Regions from separate parts of the Mus musculus genome. Here regions 1 and 2 are each linked to region 3. A link is a contact called in public promoter capture Hi-C data. All regions are on one chromosome and are shown on one strand. The core of a region is the stretch at or near the end of the contact, and the rest is flanking DNA. Distances in the headings are between cores, read along the strand shown. Region 1 holds the start of Nup160 (nucleoporin 160). Region 2 holds the start of Ndufs3 (NADH:ubiquinone oxidoreductase core subunit S3). Region 3 holds the start of Ssrp1 (structure specific recognition protein 1).

Region 1 (2,951 bases), core at 143-2,642, 5.6 Mb before region 3:
AACTACAACTTCAGGCTTACAGCTGAACATGTTCGTTGGCAACTCCATCAGAATCACAACATTGCGAAGTTCCATAATTCTGCCCCAGCAATTGCATTTCCCTTGACCATTTATTGCCTTAATGACTATTTCGTGATTGTCACTGCCCACACCTCTCTTCAGATGCACCAGAAGAGGGCGCTAGATTTCATTACGGATGGTTGTGAGCCACCATGTGGTTGCTGGGATTTGAACTCAGGACCTTGGGAAGAGCAGTCGGTGCTCTTAACCGCTGAGCCATGTCTCCAGCCCTCACCCCCACTCATTCTTAGCTTACTCTGAAGTCGGCCGAGTGGGCATAGTGGCACACTGACAGCAGCTTTTGGAAGCAAGTAGATCAGGAGTTCAAGATTATCCTCCAATTTATGTCAAGATCAAGGCCAGCCTGAGGCTGCCTAAAACCCTGGCTCAAATCAAACAAAAAGCAGCTTTTAATCCCAGCACTCAGGAGGCAGAGGTAGGTGGGTTTCTGTGAGTTAAAGGCCAGCCTGCATTACAGAGTGAGTTCCAGGACAACCAGGGCAACAGAAACTGTCTTGACGTCCCCATTCCTCACAAAAGAAGACAACTTGCCCTGCAACCATATTTTCCTACCAGCAATTATAGCCTTATGCTTCTGTTTCTGTACATTGAACTGTGTCTGAACTTATAGAGAGACACCCTCCCTACCTTGACCTTCGGTCTATTCCTCATTTTAGCATCTTTAATTTTTCCATTTTTACTAAATTACTCCTCTAAATCTCACTAAGATAAAGTCTCCCCTAGAGCCCTGCTAACCCCTGTCCTTCTGTACTTGGCAAAAAGGGAGTTATGTCTGCACTCAGTGGATGCATCTCAGTGGATCAAGATGAAGCCTAAGGTCCTGGTCCCTTGCTTCCATCTAGGTCCATCCTGGTCAATTTCAGTTCAGTTTTCTCTGCCTAATCCTGCTTTCTTCACTCCCCTAGCAATGCTGTTCTGTGAGCACACTGTGTGCTCCTTCCTGTGTGTAAATCTCTGCTTCAGAGACTTTTTTTTTGAGAGGGAAGCTCACACACACACACACACACACACACACACACACACACAATTTAAAAAATATTTTTTTAAAAGATTACCTGTTGTGCGGCTTGGTGGCACACATCTTGAACCCCAGCACACAGGAGGCAAATGCAGGTAGATCTCTGAATTTAAGGCCAGCCTGGTCTAGGTGAATGAGATATGTTTTGGGGAACTTGTTGTTAGTGTCATTTCCCCCACATATTCAAAATCTCTATCAAGGCAGAAAGAATGCAAGATGAACGGGAAGGTGTGCTGTAACGACACTGCCTCCTGGACACAGCATGGTGGCTGCTCTCGTGAGATCATAACTGTGGTTACCTACACAAAAGACAGGGCCTGTCAACATTCCGTGGTGGGGGTTGGACTTTGAGGCCCCATCGCTCCCCGAGGAGCCGTAGGTAAAGTCAGTGGCTGCTGTGAGGGAGGAGTAATTTTCTCCAGTGGTGTATTTGCTGGTTAGTTGCCGGTGCTCCTATAAATAAGACTCCCTCCCATGCTCATTCAAGCAACTCTAATTAAACCCAGTGGGTCACAGATAGAAAAGACATGAAAGTGGAAGAGGAACTAGTTGGGAAGAAGGGCAAAGGAGGGTGATGGGGGGTCCATGATGAAGCTGGGAATAGTGGCCCACACCTGTCATCCTGGGTGCTTGGAGGGTGGAGGCATTCTAGGCTAGTCTCAGCAACATAGTAAGTGTGAGGCCTGCCTAGGTTACATCAAACCCTGTCTCACAGACGTAGGCAGAAGATTTTATTAGAGTGTGTGTTTGCTTTTTTATTAATGTTATTATTCATTTTACAAATGATGGACATCATATGACATTTTCATACATGTACTTTAGCCTACTTTGTTCACATTCACCTGTTAGCAAATCTTGTCCTCCCTTTCCCTCTTACTGTTCCCCTTCCTCTTCCCAAATAATAGTCCTCCCCTCCCCTTTTATGTCATGTATACATATATTTAAATCTAGATTTTGCATTTTTGTGCCTTCCTTTATTAATAATAATGATGATCCCCAACGTAACCATTTTCATTCAAACGATATGATTTTCTTCTTGTTTATGGCTGAATAGAACTTGAGATGTGATGTTTTCCAAGCTTCAAGCTGTCTTTGACCTTTGGTTCATGTTACAGTAAATTCAAGGTGAATTGCAGTAAGTTAACAGTAACACTTTACATTGCCCGAACTTAGTGACTTTTTTTGGGTGGTAATTCGATGGAAATTATTGAATTATTCAGTGGAATAATTTCTTTCAGTGGAAATTAGTGTTATTTTTCAGTGAGCACTTTCAATGTAATTACTTTATTTCGGGGGTTCCAGGAATGTGGTTTCCTGTCATTTGGCCAGTGACTTTCAAAAGTGATAATAGCAATGACTTGAGATCTAGCCACAGTGCAAAGGGCTTATTATTTTTTTCTATTTCTCTAGATTTTTAAATATTGGTTTTTATCTTCATGCTGTTCTATTAATCATAGTAAGTAGCTTTCCAGTTCCTGGAAGCATATTGGTTTGTCCCACACTTATTTTTTCAGTCTTGATTGCATGTTGGGCACTGGGTTATAATGATCCCCCAAAATAGGCTAAGCAGCCAGATACCTTGTCTTTCTTGTGTTTCGAGACAGGGTTTCTCTGTGTAGCCCTGGCTGTTCTGTAACTCCCTCAGTAGACCAGGCTGGCCTCGAACTCAGAAATCCACCTGCCTGCTGCCTCCCGAGTGCTGGATTAAAGGTGTTTCTCCACCACCCAACTAAAATATCTTTAAACACTACAAAAATTTCAAGTTTTCTGCTTTTGAGTTTCTCTCAGTTTAGTGGGGGTTGCAAAGGGGAAGTAGAGATAATGGTAAGGTATGGTAATTATTATACAAGAT
Region 2 (3,073 bases), core at 524-3,023, 5.9 Mb before region 3:
ATTCTTTAGTTACTGTACTGTACTGTCTGACAGTAGCTATGCTGACTCTCAACACCGAACATCAACCTCAATCTAAAATCTACCAGAAAGGGAATTATAATATAAACTAACAACAGTTAGTCACATAAAGTTGGGGTTCTCCTGAGCCAGACCATCTGCTGAACATGACTCTTGCCCAGTTAGGTGTGGTAAGCCCTTTCGTGAGCTTACCTGAGATGATATCAGTGAGTAGATGGTGGGGCAAGTGGAGGAACTCCTCTGTGCTCTGCAGCTGGGCCAGGTGGGTCTTGGCACAGTGCTTGGCAGCAGTGTAGAGCTCGGGGTCACTGTGTCTATCTGCAAGCCACATCACCTGCAGGCAGTTGCCCACCTGTACCGTGCGTGCCAGAAACCGAGAACACTCCTCAAAGAGAGATGTCAGCTGATACATGTCTGACACCTCGTAAATTTCCTGCAGCTCATCAGCTCGAAGTTTCACAGTCCCATGGTATATATAGTCAACTAGGAGCTGGAAAACAGACTCGCTGACATCCTGCAGCACAATCACCCGGTTGTGAGCCTCCTTCAGGTTGGATGTGAACATGGATCGGAAGAAGCAGCTCTGAGCTGACAGGACCAGCCGGTGCAGCTGAAACTCTCGGCCTTCCACTGAAATGGTGACATCAGCAAAGAGCTCCTCCTCTAAACACAGTTTCATGATGCCCTGAGCCACTCGGCCTGAGTGAGACCGGTCTTTGAAAGTATAGTTCACAAAGTAGTTTTCATCCATGGATGCTCCAGGCTCCTCTGGTGACTCCATGGTAGCCAACTTCTCTCTTTGCCAACTATCTGCAAAGCAATATCACCCTAAGTATTTGGGTAATTCACAGACACAGTCCATGAATCCAACTGTCCAAGTCAAGACAGGGAGAAGGGAGACACTGGAGCAAAGTGGGTCCAGAATGGCCTTATTCCTGGTCTTGCCAATGTGGCCTATGCCATTCCTCCAGTTTTCCTGCAGTGGGGCCTCTCCTCCAATGAATTCAATTAAAAGTTCCAACTCTGTTGTTTTTCCTTGAGGTAAAATTGGATATTCCTGATCGTGATGTAACAAAAGACTTGGGACTTAGGTTAGCTCATGAAAAAGACGAAGGAGGAAGCCTATGATCTTAAAACCAAATAATTTGGATATACAACTAATGAGACTCTGGAGAAGCATAATTAGGCCAAACTAAGACATCCAGGTATTGTTGTTACATTCCCTCTTTGCCTGGACATAAGAGTGCAGACCCCCCAATACTGAGGCTTGGGCCTGGACTTCCACTTTTACTCTTTTCTAAGCTGCTGTTTCTTACTTACCTCTCGCTCCAGTGAGTTCTTAAAGAAGCCCTTGAGAGCCCAGCCGTCCCCGGCCGGGGGCACAAGGAAGTCCATAACCCTGTGCAATCTGACCGTGCCACCTGGAGTCGCCTAGGAAACGGTCTCCAAGGAAACCGTCCATCGTCTCCCCCCCCCACCCCGCCCCCCATTAAAAAAGCTTAGCTCAAGAGCCGGCGCGGTGTAGAACTTAGAACCCAGAACGCCCACCCTTTCCCTTTCTCTCACCGGTGCGGTTCGTTGCGTCTTCTTCTCTTCGGCCTCCGCTGTACCGAGATAGGGCTACGTACACCTCACGGTTTCCCCACCTGCGGGTCTTTCTTACCTGCGATACCTCCTTTCATGCCAGGGCTCAGATCCGGAACCTCTGCTTCCCGCCCCGCGTCCGCCCGGAAGAAGAGTCACTGCACATTTCCACTTCCGGTCCGTGCCCTTGGGGCTCCGTGGCCTGCGTGTGTTCTCCGGCTACTTAGTCGGCACACTAAGGAACATGGCGGCGGCTGCAGCCAGGGTCTGGTGTCGTGGGCTCTTGGGGGCCGCTTCCGTAGGCAGGGGTGAGCAAGGAACAGCAGCAGGTTGAGACCACGGGCAGCACGGAGACCTCCCCGAGTCTCACCCGCGCCTTTGTGCCTTTTCTCTCCCTGTGCAGGGGCTGGGCGACCCTCCGTGCTGTGGCAGCACGTAAGAAGGGAGAGCGCGGCGGCTGACAAGCGCCGTGAGTATGTGCGGATGGCGCTTTTTCCCCCAACGTTAGCTGGGGCCTTTCGTTGTTTCTGTCAGATGTTTGTCCTTGCCTTGGAATGTCCTTCCCTCCTGGCAAATCTCTGCTTGTCCTTGGAGATTGCTATGGTCTCCACTTTGCTGTTAGAATCGAGCACTTCCTGTGCCCTAGATATTTGTTCCCTTCTGATCTTGATCGCCTTTTGCTCGTTATCAGGATTTGATTTTTTTTTTTGTCCTCCGATGAAATTGTCTTTGAGCGCAGGTAACAAAAACTTTTGAGACTCAAAGTCCAAAATAATTGTAGCTCACATCAATTTAGTATTTACTAGGCACCTTGGACTTCATAAGAGCCTGATGAGACGCATAACGTTTTACTGTCCATATAGATGTAGATCATGAAGCGGTCCAGATAATTAAATTATTCAGTCACAGTTCCAGTGAACGACAAAGCAGGTCTGTTTCCAAGTGCAGAAAATACTTAATCCTTGATTCTGTGATGTGTGGGTGCTCAAGTACTTGAATGACCCTGTGGTGATTTTATGTTCAGTCAACAGAATCACACTGGGAAATAGAAAGCTTCTTTTCATTCCAGGACATCTATTACACAAAGTGACAGGGGATAGAGTATGGGCAATGAGGTAATCTTTCAGGGTCCTTCAGCCCTGAAGTTCTCTGATTAAGAACTTGGTATAAACAAGTACCAAGAAGGGAAAGAGAAACAGAAGTCTGGTTTCCATCCTTAAAGAGCTCTGAGTCTGAGAGAGGAGCTGCCACTGTTGCATTGTTACCATGAGTACAGGAAGTGAGGAACAGCTGTGGAACAGTGGAGAAAAGAAGCAAAGATTGCCCAACACAGTAACAAGAGTGTATGGACCGAGAAAGAGAAATGGTGTTGCACTCTGAGTTTTTTCTTTTTCTTTTTTTTTAAAGATATTTTTATTTTTTTATGTATGTGAATATACTGCAGCTGTCTTCAGACACAGCAGAGTAGAGA
Region 3 (2,922 bases), core at 50-2,549:
CACTTTGCCCGTCTTGCTGTTCTTAAAGATGATACCCTGACGGCTCAATCGAAGCCTCCCATCATTCTGCCCAAAATACAGACCCAAAATCAGAACAGGGTAGTGTGTAGTGGATCCTTTCTACCCCTTACCCATGGGATGCAGGATGGCCAGAGTATCAATTGAAAAGCGGTCGTGGTGAAATCAAGTTAAAAGACACAACAGACATTAAGTCTAGACTGCAAGCTTGGCTCTGGCATCAGAAACCCTGTAAGGGCCCCAGTTTCCTGGTTTTCTAATACAACTCAACAAACTCAACATCTTGCAACTCTTTGAGACTTTGCTCACGTTTTCGCTTGGGGGACACACTGATACACTGTTTCCAAAAAAGTAGTCAGAGTTAAGCTTTTCGTTCATAGATTCGAACTCTTTCCCCCTCTCTGCCTTTCTTTTGCCCAAGCCATTCTCACCATGGACCCTTTCACCTCCTGGAAGATGTCGTTGAACTCCAATGTCTCTGCCATGTTCACCTGCCCGTGGTGGCCTGAGCACACAGCCCTAGGCTGCACCAGAGAAAACGAACCCTTCTCTGGATGCTGTGCCCCAATTCCTGGTTAGTTGTGTAGATGTCCAGCAGGGTGGGAATCTGAATTCGGGAAGGAGACTGATAAGCAAGAAACAACGCCACCTTACTCCGCTCAGCCATGTACCTGGTATGTCTCAAGTTCTTTGCTGCCTGGGGATCTTACTGACCCGTTCTGCAGGGCTCCTGAGGCCAAGGCCCAGGACCCTAGGTGCAGAACCAGGCCTATAGTGGCGCTTACACCCCAACCCGACACCCTCTCGGTACGTTCCACGGACAGGCACGGCAACAATCGGCGGAACCTGAGACCCGCTCAGAGAGCGCACCTCAACTCCGCTCAGAGGGTAGTGTCCTGATCGCAGAGACCCCACCACCCCGGGGCCCCGCGTGAATCTACGTTTCTCCCCCTTCTTTTAAAATGGATTCGCCCATTGCCCGCGAATTTGAACGCGGATCGATCCATTCCGATCGTCCCGCGGGGGAGCGGGGCCCATGCACACCAGGGGCCCAGGGATCGCGACCACCCACCTCTAAGAGCTGCAGCCTCGCGACGGCACAGTGAGGGCGGTGGGCGCAGGGGGACGCAGGGGAGGGGGTAGGGATGCGGGGGAAGGGATGCCGGGGAAGCTTTTCCCGCGTGCGCAGCCCCGCGTCCCGCCACCGGAAGTCGCGCACGGACCATAGAGAGGAAGACTTGGCTAGAACGGCATCATCCGGGCCGACCAACGGGTACATTCGCCTAGAGCGTCGGCACTCCCCCTGGTCGGCTAAAGCGAGAGGCTTGCTATGGAATCCCACGCGGCTGAATTCTTGACTAGAAAACGGGAACACTCTTTAGAAAGTTACAAGCTGCTCTTCAAAGACTAGATTCCGAAGGGAAATTATGCGGTTTTATTAGGTGTTCAGGTTTGTATGTTTGTTGGAATCATGCACGCCCCTCCCTCCTGTGAAATAATCTGGGAAGGAGTCTGTTGAACAAGAAAAATACAGAGGTGTAGCCCCACTAGCTGCAAAGGAGATGCGGGTGTCGGCGATTGTGCTTGCTTTCCAGCTGTACCCTGGCAAGTAGATCAGATCCTTTCTGCAGTGAGTTCACCTACCCCCAACACTATCCTGTCCATATCCCTAATTTGTGGGTTCTCAGGAAGAGCCTAGCAGATGGCTGCATTAAATTCAAGTGGTGGTGTCGGATTTACCTTTGAGCTAGAACTTACTTGAAATCACATCAGCCTACGTTGGCAGAAGCCCGGATGGCCTCACATAGCACCGGAGTGCATCTTGCAAAATCTGAAGCCAGGTCTGACAGAGATGCTTGAGTTTATCTCATTTTACAGATGAGAAAAATGAGACCACAAAAGATTTGCGACTGGGTGTCAGTCCATTACCATCAAAACTGGAACCTAGAACACAGACTCTTTAACATCAGCCTTTTATAATCATGAGGGTTCAGGGTTTAGAGTGATTGCTAGCATATGTCCTACACAAAGACAGGATAAGCCCACAGTTTCCCTGAAATATCACTGCACTGACTTGCTAACTCAGTCCTGGGATATGATATAGATAAAAATGTGTTTTGTCATTCGGTGCTTGTGGCTTTAACCACTATCATTGCTAGCACTATTTAGCTAAGTCAAACTGGGCTTAAGACATAATGAAAACCTATTAATGCAGCACGTTTCTAGGATCTGACAAAACTGTTGAAGATCGTTAAAATAGCCCAGCCTCTTAGGAGCACATACCCTAACAAAAGATTTTAATAACTTCGGGGTTTAAAAAGAGAGGGAGTTCAGTAATTTCTGTGCAACTTGAAGAGTTGCAACCAACTAGAGTTAGAAATAAGCGACTTTCCGCTTTGTAGTATTACAAATCTGTAATCACAACACTCAAAGACTGGGGCAGGAGGATTGTGAATTTGAAACATGGCAACATAACAAGTTAGACAACATAATGAGATGCTGGAGGGCAGAGAGGAGGAGATGGTAAGAAATGCGTGTCTTCCTCCCAGGAGACACAGAACTGTCAAGAACCCTTTCTCCCTATTTGTGCTATTAGATAGAAATCGACAGACACTCAAGAGTGGAGTTCTTGGCTCAGGCAGATGAGCTAACTCAAGAGTGGGCAGTTACAAGGGGCTTTGGAGAATACAAAGCAGCTGGTGAGCTGGGATAGAGATGCCGCGTAAGAGAACAGAATAGAAACAGTAGACAGAGTGCAGATGAAACATAAGTCCCAGAGGGCCCTAGCCAGCTGCATCTCAGGCAATCTGGAGCCCGGGATTGGAGACCCCACCCCTGCTGTGACATCACAGGGGAGTGGAGTGAAGATGAATAAAAAGGTGGTCCACCGCCCTGGCCCTGGAC

The links. Promoter capture Hi-C pulls out the DNA fragments that hold promoters and counts their contacts.
Region 1: a promoter capture Hi-C map of pre-B cells shows a contact between it and region 3. The contact joins the promoter of Nup160 here to the promoter of Ssrp1 in region 3. A contact is called at or near these places in 4 of 39 promoter capture datasets (cranial neural crest, frontonasal cranial neural crest, pre-B cells and 1 more) and 1 of 484 Hi-C or Micro-C datasets (CD8 T cells).
Region 2: a contact with region 3 is called in a promoter capture Hi-C map of pre-B cells. The contact joins the promoter of Ndufs3 here to the promoter of Ssrp1 in region 3. A contact is called at or near these places in 4 of 39 promoter capture datasets (cranial neural crest, maxillary cranial neural crest, pre-B cells and 1 more).

Annotation. Positions count from the first base shown.
Region 1 is chr2:90,675,656-90,678,606 of GRCm38.p6, reverse strand. Nup160 (nucleoporin 160) reads right to left here and starts at 1,392. Exons shown (of 37, transcript NM_021512.2): 1 at 1,137-1,392.
Region 2 is chr2:90,903,421-90,906,493 of GRCm38.p6, reverse strand. It overlaps Ndufs3 (NADH:ubiquinone oxidoreductase core subunit S3), which reads left to right and starts at 1,773. Exons shown (of 7, transcript NM_026688.3): 1 at 1,773-1,910; 2 at 2,006-2,071. The coding sequence starts at 1,847. Kbtbd4 (kelch repeat and BTB (POZ) domain containing 4) reads right to left here and starts at 1,754. Exons shown (of 4, transcript NM_025991.4): 1 at 1,585-1,754; 2 at 211-828. The coding sequence starts at 799.
Region 3 is chr2:85,035,497-85,038,418 of GRCm38.p6, reverse strand. Ssrp1 (structure specific recognition protein 1) reads right to left here and starts at 1,299. Exons shown (of 17, transcript NM_182990.4): 1 at 1,091-1,299; 2 at 450-625; 3 at 1-66. The coding sequence starts at 503. P2rx3 (purinergic receptor P2X, ligand-gated ion channel, 3) reads left to right here and starts at 2,585. Exons shown (of 12, transcript NM_145526.2): 1 at 2,585-2,922.